Regions from separate parts of the Sus scrofa genome. Here region 1 is linked to region 2. Evidence: chromatin contacts called from public Hi-C data. All regions are on one chromosome and are shown on one strand. The core of a region is the stretch at or near the end of the contact, and the rest is flanking DNA. Distances in the headings are between cores, read along the strand shown.

Region 1 (5,297 bases), core at 1,609-4,108, 420 kb before region 2:
TGACTTCAATATGAAGCAACCATCAATGGCAAGGTGGGTTCCATCATGGTCTCATGTGAATGCTTTTTTCCTACTCTGACCATTTATAATGAATGACACTTACATCTGGACATAATTGTACTTCCCCAGATATAATCTGTCAGGATAGAACCAAAATCTTAAAATCAGCTGGCAGGAAAAGTACCTCATCACTACCAGAAGTATTAACTATTAGGGCTCACTCACTAAGAGCCACCATAGGTTATAGGTAAGACAGATTTTGGACCATGCCTGGTTGCCAGGACCTAATTGTGATTCCCCCACTCCCACTTTCCCTCTCAAGGAATAACACAAGTTTTAAAAAAAGAAGTCAATACACTGCAGTGAAGAGTAACACAATTAAAACAAAAGCATTAATCTGTTCAACTTATTTTTTAAAAAAATTTATAAACTTTGTGTGCTTGCTTATTGGTAATTCATTATTTTCACAAACAAGAGAAGTTGAAACTGTTCATGTTGTTTTTAGGGAACATATTAAGATTTTTTTTTGCCACTTCAGCACTCTACTTGACACTTATCTAATAAGGAGTTAGACTTCATTTCTCTCCACTTAACCCACTTGTTCATCTGATATCTGTCTGAACAGATCAAGCCCACTCCTAATTAGGATATAGATCATGCTCACTCAGGATTTTCCTCTACAGCAATCTGCTTAAGATGTGGTCTTGGGAAATATACGAACTCTGAAGGGAGAGTCTTCCTGTGATCATCTAAATCATCTTATTTTTTTAAGAGCATTAGCTTGTCCCTGTCGGCATGTGCTGTAACAGTGGTCAGTGCAGCCATCCCTTTGCAAGAAGGTCTGGTGACCAGCACAGCCTCACGGCAGCAGCGAGGCTCCTGCAGACCCTCCGGGCACAACAGCGCTCTATTCACAACACGCCCACCGCCATTTTCTCTATACTCATGTACCCTTCTGTTTTATTCTAAGGCTACTCGTGCAATTCTGTCGTGAATTTTGACCTAAAGAGATGTCTAAATAATTTCTTCCAGAAGATAATTGGAGATACACTTATTGCAAGACTTTTCATAGGCAACAATTTTACCACAATTTTCCTCTCGCTATACAGATTTTGATTGTATCACCTCCCCTGCTCATTATACTTCTCTGTGGGTAATTGGTTCTGCGAGGGAGCACTACATCATCCCCACTGGCTCTGGATTGAGTTTCTGTATTACTCAGGGCAAAAGGATTTATTATTGCTAATGTATGGAGATCTTGAATGTGACTGCTGTATTTTACCTCCCTGTCACAGCCAAGAGGGTTCTCTGTATTTTAAGAGTTGACAACAAGTAAATTAAATCTAATAAAATAAAAATATTTAAAAGCATCCCTACACATACCCATAAACACATCCCCTCTTTTTTTTCCATTTAAAGAATCGCTTGGAAACAAAAATAATATCAATGACCACATACGGGGAAATTCCTACAATCAAAGGCTGATTCAGAAGCATAAAATAATAAAAGCTTAGCCACAGAGGAATAAGAAGAGAAGGGAAGAGTTTCTAAGAACATGAGTCACAATAGTTATCAATTGTGTGGAGCTAATTGAAATGCTCACGCTGTATCCTGTAGTCTAGAACGTGTTCTAATTAGGCAGGTGTGCCATTTATATGAGTGCTGATTAAGGAAAGTGATTCTATTGGAAGGAAACAAATCTAATCCTGCACACTGCATTTAACAAAAGCATCTCATCTGTTCTTTTTGGGGGGGTGAGCTGGGTAAGAGATGAGGCCTAAAAATTGGGGCGGGCCGGGTAGGACACAAAACAATTGCCTTCCCCAGAGTCTTTAATTCTGTATCTAGACAGAGACTTGGCTTTTAAGATTTCATCTGAAAATCTCTCCTACACCCCCACCATTAGAAACTGCAGATACTGCATTTATCTTAAGACAGATCAAAGTCTGATTCAACACAGCTGGAAATTCAACACATGGTTATAGGAAGTCAGCTTAGGATTTACAAACTATTCTCTTCAGCAAGTATGTCACAATAGTAGTAATATAATATCAACTCTACCCTAGATTTTGAAAAATGGAATTTTAAAATCAATGCATAGTCAGGTATCACAAATCTTTAACAATTTTTTTCCTAGACTTTTTAAAGAGAACTTTTGCGTTCACAGCAAAATTGAGGAAGGCACAGAAATTTCCCATATGCCCCCTGCCCCCACACATACATGGCCTCTCCCATATCAACATCCCATACATTTGTTAAAACTGATAAGCCTAAACTGACATGTTATTATCAGCATTAGAGTTCTCTTTTGGTATTGTATGTTCTATGGGTTTGGACAAATTTATGATGACATGTATCTACCAATATAGTTTTGTACAGAGTATTTTCACTGACCTAAAATATCCTCTTGCTCTGGCTAGTCATCTCTCCCTCCCTACTCTAAGCCCTGGTAACCACTTCTTTTTTTTTTTTTTAAACTGTATCCATAGTTTTGCCTTTTCCAGAATGTCATACAGTTGGACTCATACAGCTGGCGTCCTCAGTTGCCCCAAGGCATCTGTTTTCGTCTAGATGTGGTACATAAAATGGAATCTAGGCATGATGTGAACGTAAATATTCTCATTAACCAATTCCATCAAGAGAAACCTGCATTAACTGCTCAGAGACACAGGCAACTGAATTGATTGTAATCGGAAACAAGGAAGTAGAATGAAGAGATGAGACATGGGTTGATGGATAGTAACAAGCTAGAAAAGTCACACGGTAGTTAGTCACTTTCTCAGTAATATTATCATCACCACCTCCACCCCCTGCAACAATGTTCTACATTCTCGAGATTTATCAGGCAGTTGAGGTGTTATGTGTCATGCAACAAGTTACTAATACTCAGCACTCAAGTATGCCAAGTAGAATATAACTGGTACTCCAAGTGCTTGTCCTCACAGAACCAATAAAAGCAGTGCAATTCCACTATCAATTCTCAATTGCCCTCTGGGCACATTAAACCATCTGGTTACTGACTTTCTGTGCCCTTGACTTTTCTGCTTTTGTTTCCTTCACTTTCAGGCAAACTTTGACCCTTTCATTACATTAGTCATGAACAGCAGGAAAGGAGAATTGCTATGATAATTACTACCTGAATGTCAAGAGTTCTGACCTTGTTGTTTGGAATCTGCCCTAAATCTCTTTGTGGTGGAGGTTCTAGATCTACTAATGCTTTAGGCCAGACACCAACCCAGCCCCTACATGAATACTATCAGTGACAGTCTGCTCTCTGGTCCTCTAGCCCCACTTGTAGGCTGTGTGGGAAGGAAGGAAGGGCACAGAACATAAGCCCCTCCCCTGTCAATGCAAACTACAGCAAGGCCAGGAAGAGAAATACCAGAGTGACAGGCCTTCTCCCTGGGGCAAGGGTTTTTGGGCTCAATTCCCTAGAACTTTAAGAGTCTACAGAAACCTACTAAAGGATATACAGTAGGTGGAAGAAAGCTCTTTATTTTTATGCAATTAATTTATTTGCATATTTTAAGTCAAAGTTTAGCACACTGTGAGCTCTTTGAAGGAGATCCTTGTTTGGTTATCTTAATTATCACACAGAATGAAGAATTACATACCCTAATTATTTGATAAATATTTGTTGAATACATAAATGTAACATTATTTCTCATATTTGGTATTTTCTCATCATTTTCTAAATTACATTTTTATTTTAGTATATAAATGGTAAAGAAATAATAGAGCAGCACATGGTATGAGAGAAAATAAACACTTGAAATGTTTGCCCATTTAGAACCTTCACATCACATCTACCCGTTTACATTTTGTGAATTGTAAAAATATACTTAAAGTGCACCATTTTAACCCCCGTCAAGTGTAGAGTTCAGTGTCAGGTGCATTCACAATGTTGTACAACTGAGTTTAGGTATATTTTACATATAAAAAAATGTGTACTTCATAGAGTTTGAAAACACACATATACTCACATAACCCCCATCACTATCAAGATAGAGACTACTCGTTAACCCCAGACAGTTCTCTCCTGCCCCTTCCCACACAAATCCTCCCAACGCTCCGTTCCAAGCAACCACTATTCTGATTCCTACCCCCACAGTTTGATTTGGTCTGTCCTAAAACTTCACATAAATGGAGTCAGACATGGAATTCTTTTGTGTAGGGCTTCTTTTACTCACTCTATTGTCATCGTCATTCATACTGTCACATGTATCAGCAATTCATTTCTTTTTATTATTGAGTAATATTTTATTGTAAAATACACACAAAAAAATTGTGTATTCTCCCTACAGTTGATCAGGACTTAAGTGTTTTTCAGTTTAGGGACAAAATGAGTAAAGCTGATATGAACATTCTTGTAAAAGTACTTTTGTGGATAAGTTATAAACATTCTTCTGCACGCATTTTTGTGGATAGGTGTTTTCATTTCTTTTGAGTAAATACCTAAGACTGGAACTACAGGGTCATGAGGTAGGTAGATGTTTAACTTTATTATTAGAAAGCTTTAGTTTGATTAAGAAAAAGAAAAATGCTAATTACCAGTATCAGGAAGTAATAAGCAAGGGACAGATATCACTACAAATCTTGAAGACATTAAAATGATGTCAATAAATTAGACAACTTAGAAAAATGGACAACTTCACTGATAGACCAAACCAACAAAAATTAACACAAAAGGAAACAGAAAATCTGAATAACTTTAAAGCTGTTAAAAATGATTCATAACTTAAAACCTCCACACAGGCATACTGCAGGCACACATAGCTCTGCTAGTGAATTCTTTCAAAGATTTAAGAAGACTGCAATAACAATCTTAAATGATCTATTTCAAAAAAGAGGAGAGGGAGAAATATTTCTCAGTTCATTTTATGAGGCCAGCATAATTCTGATATCAACACTGGATAAAAACATTTTAAGAAAGTTAAAAGAGGAGTTCCTATTGTGGCTCAGCAGGTTAAGAACCTGACTAGTATCCATGAATATGTGGGTTCAATCCCTGGCCTCACTCAGTGGGTTAAGGATCCGGCGTTGCCACAGCTATAGGGTAGGTTGCAGATGCTGCTGCTAAAATCTGGTGTTGCTGTGACTGTGGTGTAGGCTGGCAGCTTCAGCTCTGATTCAACCCCTAGCCTGGAAGCTTCTATATGCTGCAGGTGTGGCCCTAAAAAGAAAGTTAAAAGAATACTACCTGGAGATCCCATCATGGCGCAGTGGTTAATGAATCCAACTAGGAACCATGAGGTTGCAGGTTCAATCCCTGTCCCCGCTCAGTGGGTTAAGGATCC
Region 2 (5,566 bases), core at 2,209-4,708:
TTCTGAGTTTCCAAGTTTGAGAATATCACCTGTCAAACGTTCTTTTTATATTGCTATAATTTATTATGGTTGACCACAAAAAGTTTCCTCTGTATTAGAGTTTCTCCTTTTTTCCTTTCTCATAAAATCTTTCTTGGCTTAAAATCCATTCATATTATATTCAACTTGATTGAAAGAGCGGATGGATATATTTTTAATCTCTTCCTCTCTACTTCTACTACAGATATGAATTATGGTTAATAAGGCCACTTGTCTGAAGAATTTATAGGTTTCTTCAAATAACTCCAACAATCTCTTTTATGCATATAAAAACTATTAAGAATTAAATGGAAGAATTGAAATAATTTGTTCCAAGCTCTAACTATATATTAACTATACAGCCAGGCTTCTGTATCTGTGGATATAGAAATAGGGTGATATGGAGGGCTGACTGTATCGCACCATTTTCTATAAGGAATTTTAACATCCAAGGATTTTGATACTCATGATATGGGGTCTCTCCTGAACCAATCTCCCATAGATATTGAGATATAGTTAATTATATATTAACTACATATATATATATAAACAATTTATATATATATATAAGCTATATATATATATATATATGAAAGTACATATTAAACTGTTATTGTGTTAAATCCTAAGGCAATTCTAGGTAACATTTTAATTCTGTAAAAGGCATAATAAAAAATAAGACATTTCACAATTAACACAAATTCAGTTCTGTAATTGAATTATTTTGAATAATATTCACTGAGAAGATGGGCTAAGTGTCATTTGGGTCTCTCCACTATCTGAGCCCACTTTAAGTTGTTTTTCTCCTCAATTTCTCATTTATAACTAAAGTTTCAAAAAGAAAAATAGTGCAGGAACACTCATATACATGTACCTTTTACTCAGATTCCCCTGTATTTAATTATTTCAGTGCTCAAACTGTCCCAAATTTGGCCAATGGTAGACCTTCAAGCTCTCTCCCACACAGTTAGGATAAACCATCCATCATTGTTTTGAGCACTTTCTTTGTGACATTACAAGATGTTCATCTTATATGTACACAGCTGAGACCTGGAGCCTGCCATTTCAACAAGTAGTCTTGGTTACTTTCGGTGGTGTTGTAGGCTGAATTGTATCCCACAAAAAGATATGTTATGGCCTAACTCCTTGTATTACTTGTGAATGCAGGCTTATGTGGAACTGGAGGTTTTGCAGATATAACCAAGATAAGATCATATTGCATGGGCCCTAATCCAAGGACCGGTGTCTTTACAAGAAGAGGGAAATCTGGGCATAGACACACAGAGAACATGTGCGACAATAGAAGCAGAAATTAGAGTTATGCTGCCACAGGCCAAGGAACTTCAAGGACTGCGAGCAACCACTAGACGTATAAGAGAGAGGCATGGAACAGACTCTCCCTCTGTCCCGCCATGATCAAGAATAATCAACACTGCCAACACCTAGATTTTGAACTCCTAAATTCTTGAACTGTGAGAGAATCAATTTCTGTGGTTTTAAGTTTCTGGTAACTGGTTACAGCAGCACTAGGAAACTGCAGAGTGGTAAATAGTGCTAGTTGTGTCATTACTACTTGAATGACTTCACTCCTTTGCCCAACTGGCAAGAGAGCTAGGAAATATATATATTTACATAAACACACACACATACATAAGTATACACACACACACACACACACACACACAAATCACCGATACATAGGAATGTACATATTTACACAGATACCTCTAATCTAATCCACCCCCTCAGTATTTTTTTCTGTCTTCTCCCAGTCTATATTTGTCTGTCCATTTTTCACAGTGAGAATGCAGGCTCCTAACAATATTAGGTCAATTACTCATTTGCTCAGAATAGTTTCAGTATTAGTTTGCCTGTATCAGTAACATAATAAACCTACTAAAAAAGGTTCAGGATTTGTAGGCAATACTTTCCTCCTCTTTTATTCTGTCCCAGCTTAGGATATACAGGCCAATACTATGTTTATAAAGTACTTGAATTAGTCCTATTTCTTTCTTTTTTATCCTTCAGTATATGGAATTTATTTGACTTTTGATAATCAACTAAATTTCATTTGTTTCGGTATGCTTACAGTTTTAGATCCCCTATCCTACTGATACCATTTTCACTTAACCTTCTGAAGAGGTAAGATATTAACGTAATATCAAAATTTGAAACTATACCCCAAAAATAAACTCTAAGAAGTGTTATGCCAATCCACAGCTTGTCTACCACACTTCCCTTTCTGCCACACATAGGCTTCAGATTTTGTTGTTTTCTGCTTTATCATTCCTGCAACATACGCATTTTATTTTCCCTTTTTCTTACAGAAAAGGTAGTATTATTTGCTTTCTTTTTTGTGTCATATTCCCTGGGTATTAATCCACATCTGTTTATATAAAAGCTGCAGAGGGAGTTCCCATTGTGTTTCAGAGAGTTACAAACCCAACTAGTATCCACAGGGATGTGGGTTCGATCCCTGGCCTCGCTCAGTGGGTTAAGGATCTGCTGTTGCCATGAGCTGTGGTGCAGGTCACAGATGCGGCTTGCATCTGGTGTGGCTGTGGCTGTGGCACAGGCCAGCAGCTGCAGCTCTGACTCAACCTCTAGCCTGGGAACTTCCATATGCTGCAGGTGCACCCCCAAAAAACTTCATGGTACTCTATAGTATGTATGTATCATAGTTTTTTCAACCAATCTCCTATGGTCATTTATATAATTTCTAATATTTTCACAATTATAAATGCAGTAATGAATAATCTTAGGAAATTATTTTAATATGCCACAAAGATTGGATTCCTGGATTAAATTAATTCCTATCTGCCTCCATACTCACTGTCATGTGTAACTCGGTACGGGGGTATTGCTGAAAAATACTTAACAACATGAATGAACCTTCACTAAATATTAAGAAACAAAAACCATATTATAAAATAGTAGATACAGTATGATGAAAATTATATACAAACTCTAAGGGACACATGTATGCACAAAAAGTAAATGTGCAATAAGATAATAGGTGATTTGAATACTCTATAATCTTTTATGTCTCAAATTTAATGTAATCATCATGTACTATGTTTAAAATACAAAAATAAAAACAATAAATCATATTTGCAAACAGGAAGGAGTTCTTTTTTGGCAGTAAAATGACTTAGGTACCATAACAGCACTTTTGCTGAAAACAACAAATGATTTTTTTTAAAAAACAATCTTTTTTGGTTTGAAATACATTGCTTGGTTGACACAGAATATTTTAGAAGGCTAAAACAAAGTAAAAATGGAAATCCATGGAAGTAAGCAAACACTCAAATGTCTTTCATTCTGGGGATATGCCAAATTCTATGAATTGAATTTTAGTTTTCACAGCCATGTACAGAGCTGGCAGAGGTACACTGGAAACAGCTACTGAAAGCTAACTACACATATCTTTCCCCAAATTCATGTTCAATGACTTCACATTGGTAGCCTGAAATGAGTCATAGTATAAAACTGGCAAATATTATAAATCAGGACTTTTTTTTCCTTTAGAAAGCAAGTTTTAAAGTATTTATCAGCACACTACTGAGCCTAAGGTTTAGGAGAAAAATCCTACATATATTGAAGATAGGGAGTCTATAGAGATCTCCATATAAAGCTGGAACTCTAAAGAGTTGCACACTTAGTATAAGAGTAAAACAGAAGTATGCTTATCCCAAAGACAGAATTAGCAAGGAAATTTGCCTGATTCAAACTTGATGCTGGGTGGAGGTAAAAATATTTTCCCTGAAAATTTAACCACAAGCCCATTCTCATGAAAGTTTATGGGTCTAGAACTCATGCTACCTATGCAGCTCACAAAGCTTTAAGCCTAAAATTAATTTGAATGTGTTCCCAGGTTGACAGTATCCCCAGACTTTTGGCAGATTCCCATGCAAATCCTCTCTTTGGAAACACATCTTCATCTCAGCCTCGAAATTACTGCAAATAATGAATATGAGCTCACACACAAAACATAAGGGGGCTGAGTAAGAGCCAGAAGAAACAACAGACAACAAAATCAGAACTTCGAAAGTTTTAACTATTAGGCTAGGCACAAAACAGAAAATAAGTTTAATATATTTAAAGAAAAGATTATAATTTGGAGAAAGGAATCAGAGATTATCAAAAAGATGAAACAAGAAACAGATTTGAAAGAAATGAAAAAGTAATGGATATTAAAATTCAATAGGCTGGCAAAATAGAATATTAGACATTGCTGAAGACACAATTAGAAACATCAGAAAGGCAATAGTAACCTTTTGGATGGAGAAAGATATGGGATTATGAGGATGACACAGAGATTCAAAGATACTGATAATGTTCTGTTTCTTTTTAAAAATGTCTTTTGCTTTTTAGGGCCTCACCTGCAGTATGTGGAAATTCCCAGGCTAGGGGTAGAATTGGAGCTGCAGCAGCCGGACTATGTCATAGTCACAGCTACATGGGGTCCAAGCCATGTCTGCCATCTACACCACAGCTTGTGTCAACGCCGGATCCTTAACCCAATCAACAAGGCCAGGGATGAACCTGTATCTTCACGGACACAAGTTGGGTTTGTAACCCACTGAGCCATGACAAACTTCCCTGTTCTGTTTCTTAAGATGGGTGGTGAGTACAAATATTTCAACTTTTGAGTAAAGTTTTATTTGGAAATAATTTATAGAAAATCTCCACACATAATAGAGTTCCCATATGCCCTTCACCCAACCATGAGGTTGCGGGTTTGATCCCTGGCCTCGCTCAGTGGGTTAAGGATCCGGTGTTGCCGTGAGCTGTGGTGCAGGTTGCAGACGCAGCTTGGATGCCACGTTGCTGTGGCTCTGGTGCAGGCCAGCAGTTACAGCTCTGATTAGACTCCTAGCCTGGGAACCTCCATATGCTGCGGGAGCAGCCCCAGAAAAGGCAAAAAGACAAGCACGCACACAAAATAGTTTACTAGAGAGATATTAAAAGACCACAACTACAGTGAAGGGACAATAAACAAGAAAACTATCTTAGAGACTTATTAAATTTGCTGTATCAATCATATAACCTCTGATCTTAATTTATGTGTTGATAACTACATGGTATCACAGATCCAAAGTATTCAATTTCAGAAGGACAACATCTCAAGTAGGTTGACAGATAAGAATAATAAGTCTTCAGCTTACTTATTTGTACTCTCTCTTAAAAAAAAAAAAAGAGTTATGGAAGTTTCCCATTTTATTTATATTTGAGTAGTGCGTTAAGCCAGCACGGATTTAACAAACAATTTGCGAATCATGTCTCCAAAGGCAGTGTCATCTGGGAGGTGGTTAACTATATAGGTCTAGCAGCACAATCCACTTGCTAGCAGTATCATCATCAGATAAGGACTTTGAGTTTAGATTTCTCCCCCTGGTGGTAGTGTCTGTGTTGGTGATGTTTTAAATAATATTTGGGTAGTAATGTTTACAGCTGCTACAGTCAATTATAGGTAGGCAATTTTGGGATAGAAGTAGATTTAAATAAAATAGAAGCAGATCTCAAAACTCTTCTAAAGGAAGCACTT

Evidence for each region. Hi-C and Micro-C count contacts between places; a contact is called where the count stands out from the background.
Region 1: a Hi-C map of embryonic fibroblasts shows a contact between it and region 2, with 2.0 times the contacts expected there. The contact joins two enhancer-like sites. A contact is called at or near these places in 2 of 47 Hi-C or Micro-C datasets (embryonic fibroblasts and retroperitoneal adipose tissue).

What each region holds. Positions count from the first base shown.
Region 1 is chr14:77,517,377-77,522,673 of Sscrofa11.1, reverse strand. All of the region lies in intron 3 of KAT6B (histone acetyltransferase KAT6B), which reads right to left. Among named protein-coding and RNA genes, the nearest start is that of DUPD1, 120 kb to the left of the region's middle. Within about 2 kb of position 2,858, at least 13 of the 83 cell types and tissues checked have an H3K27ac peak or open chromatin away from gene starts, as enhancers often do. A contact at or near this core is called in embryonic fibroblasts, where this site is marked.
Region 2 is chr14:77,093,428-77,098,993 of Sscrofa11.1, reverse strand. All of the region lies in intron 6 of ADK (adenosine kinase), which reads right to left. Among named protein-coding and RNA genes, the nearest start is that of ADK, 260 kb to the right of the region's middle. Within about 2 kb of position 3,458, at least 2 of the 83 cell types and tissues checked have an H3K27ac peak or open chromatin away from gene starts, as enhancers often do. A contact at or near this core is called in embryonic fibroblasts, where this site is marked.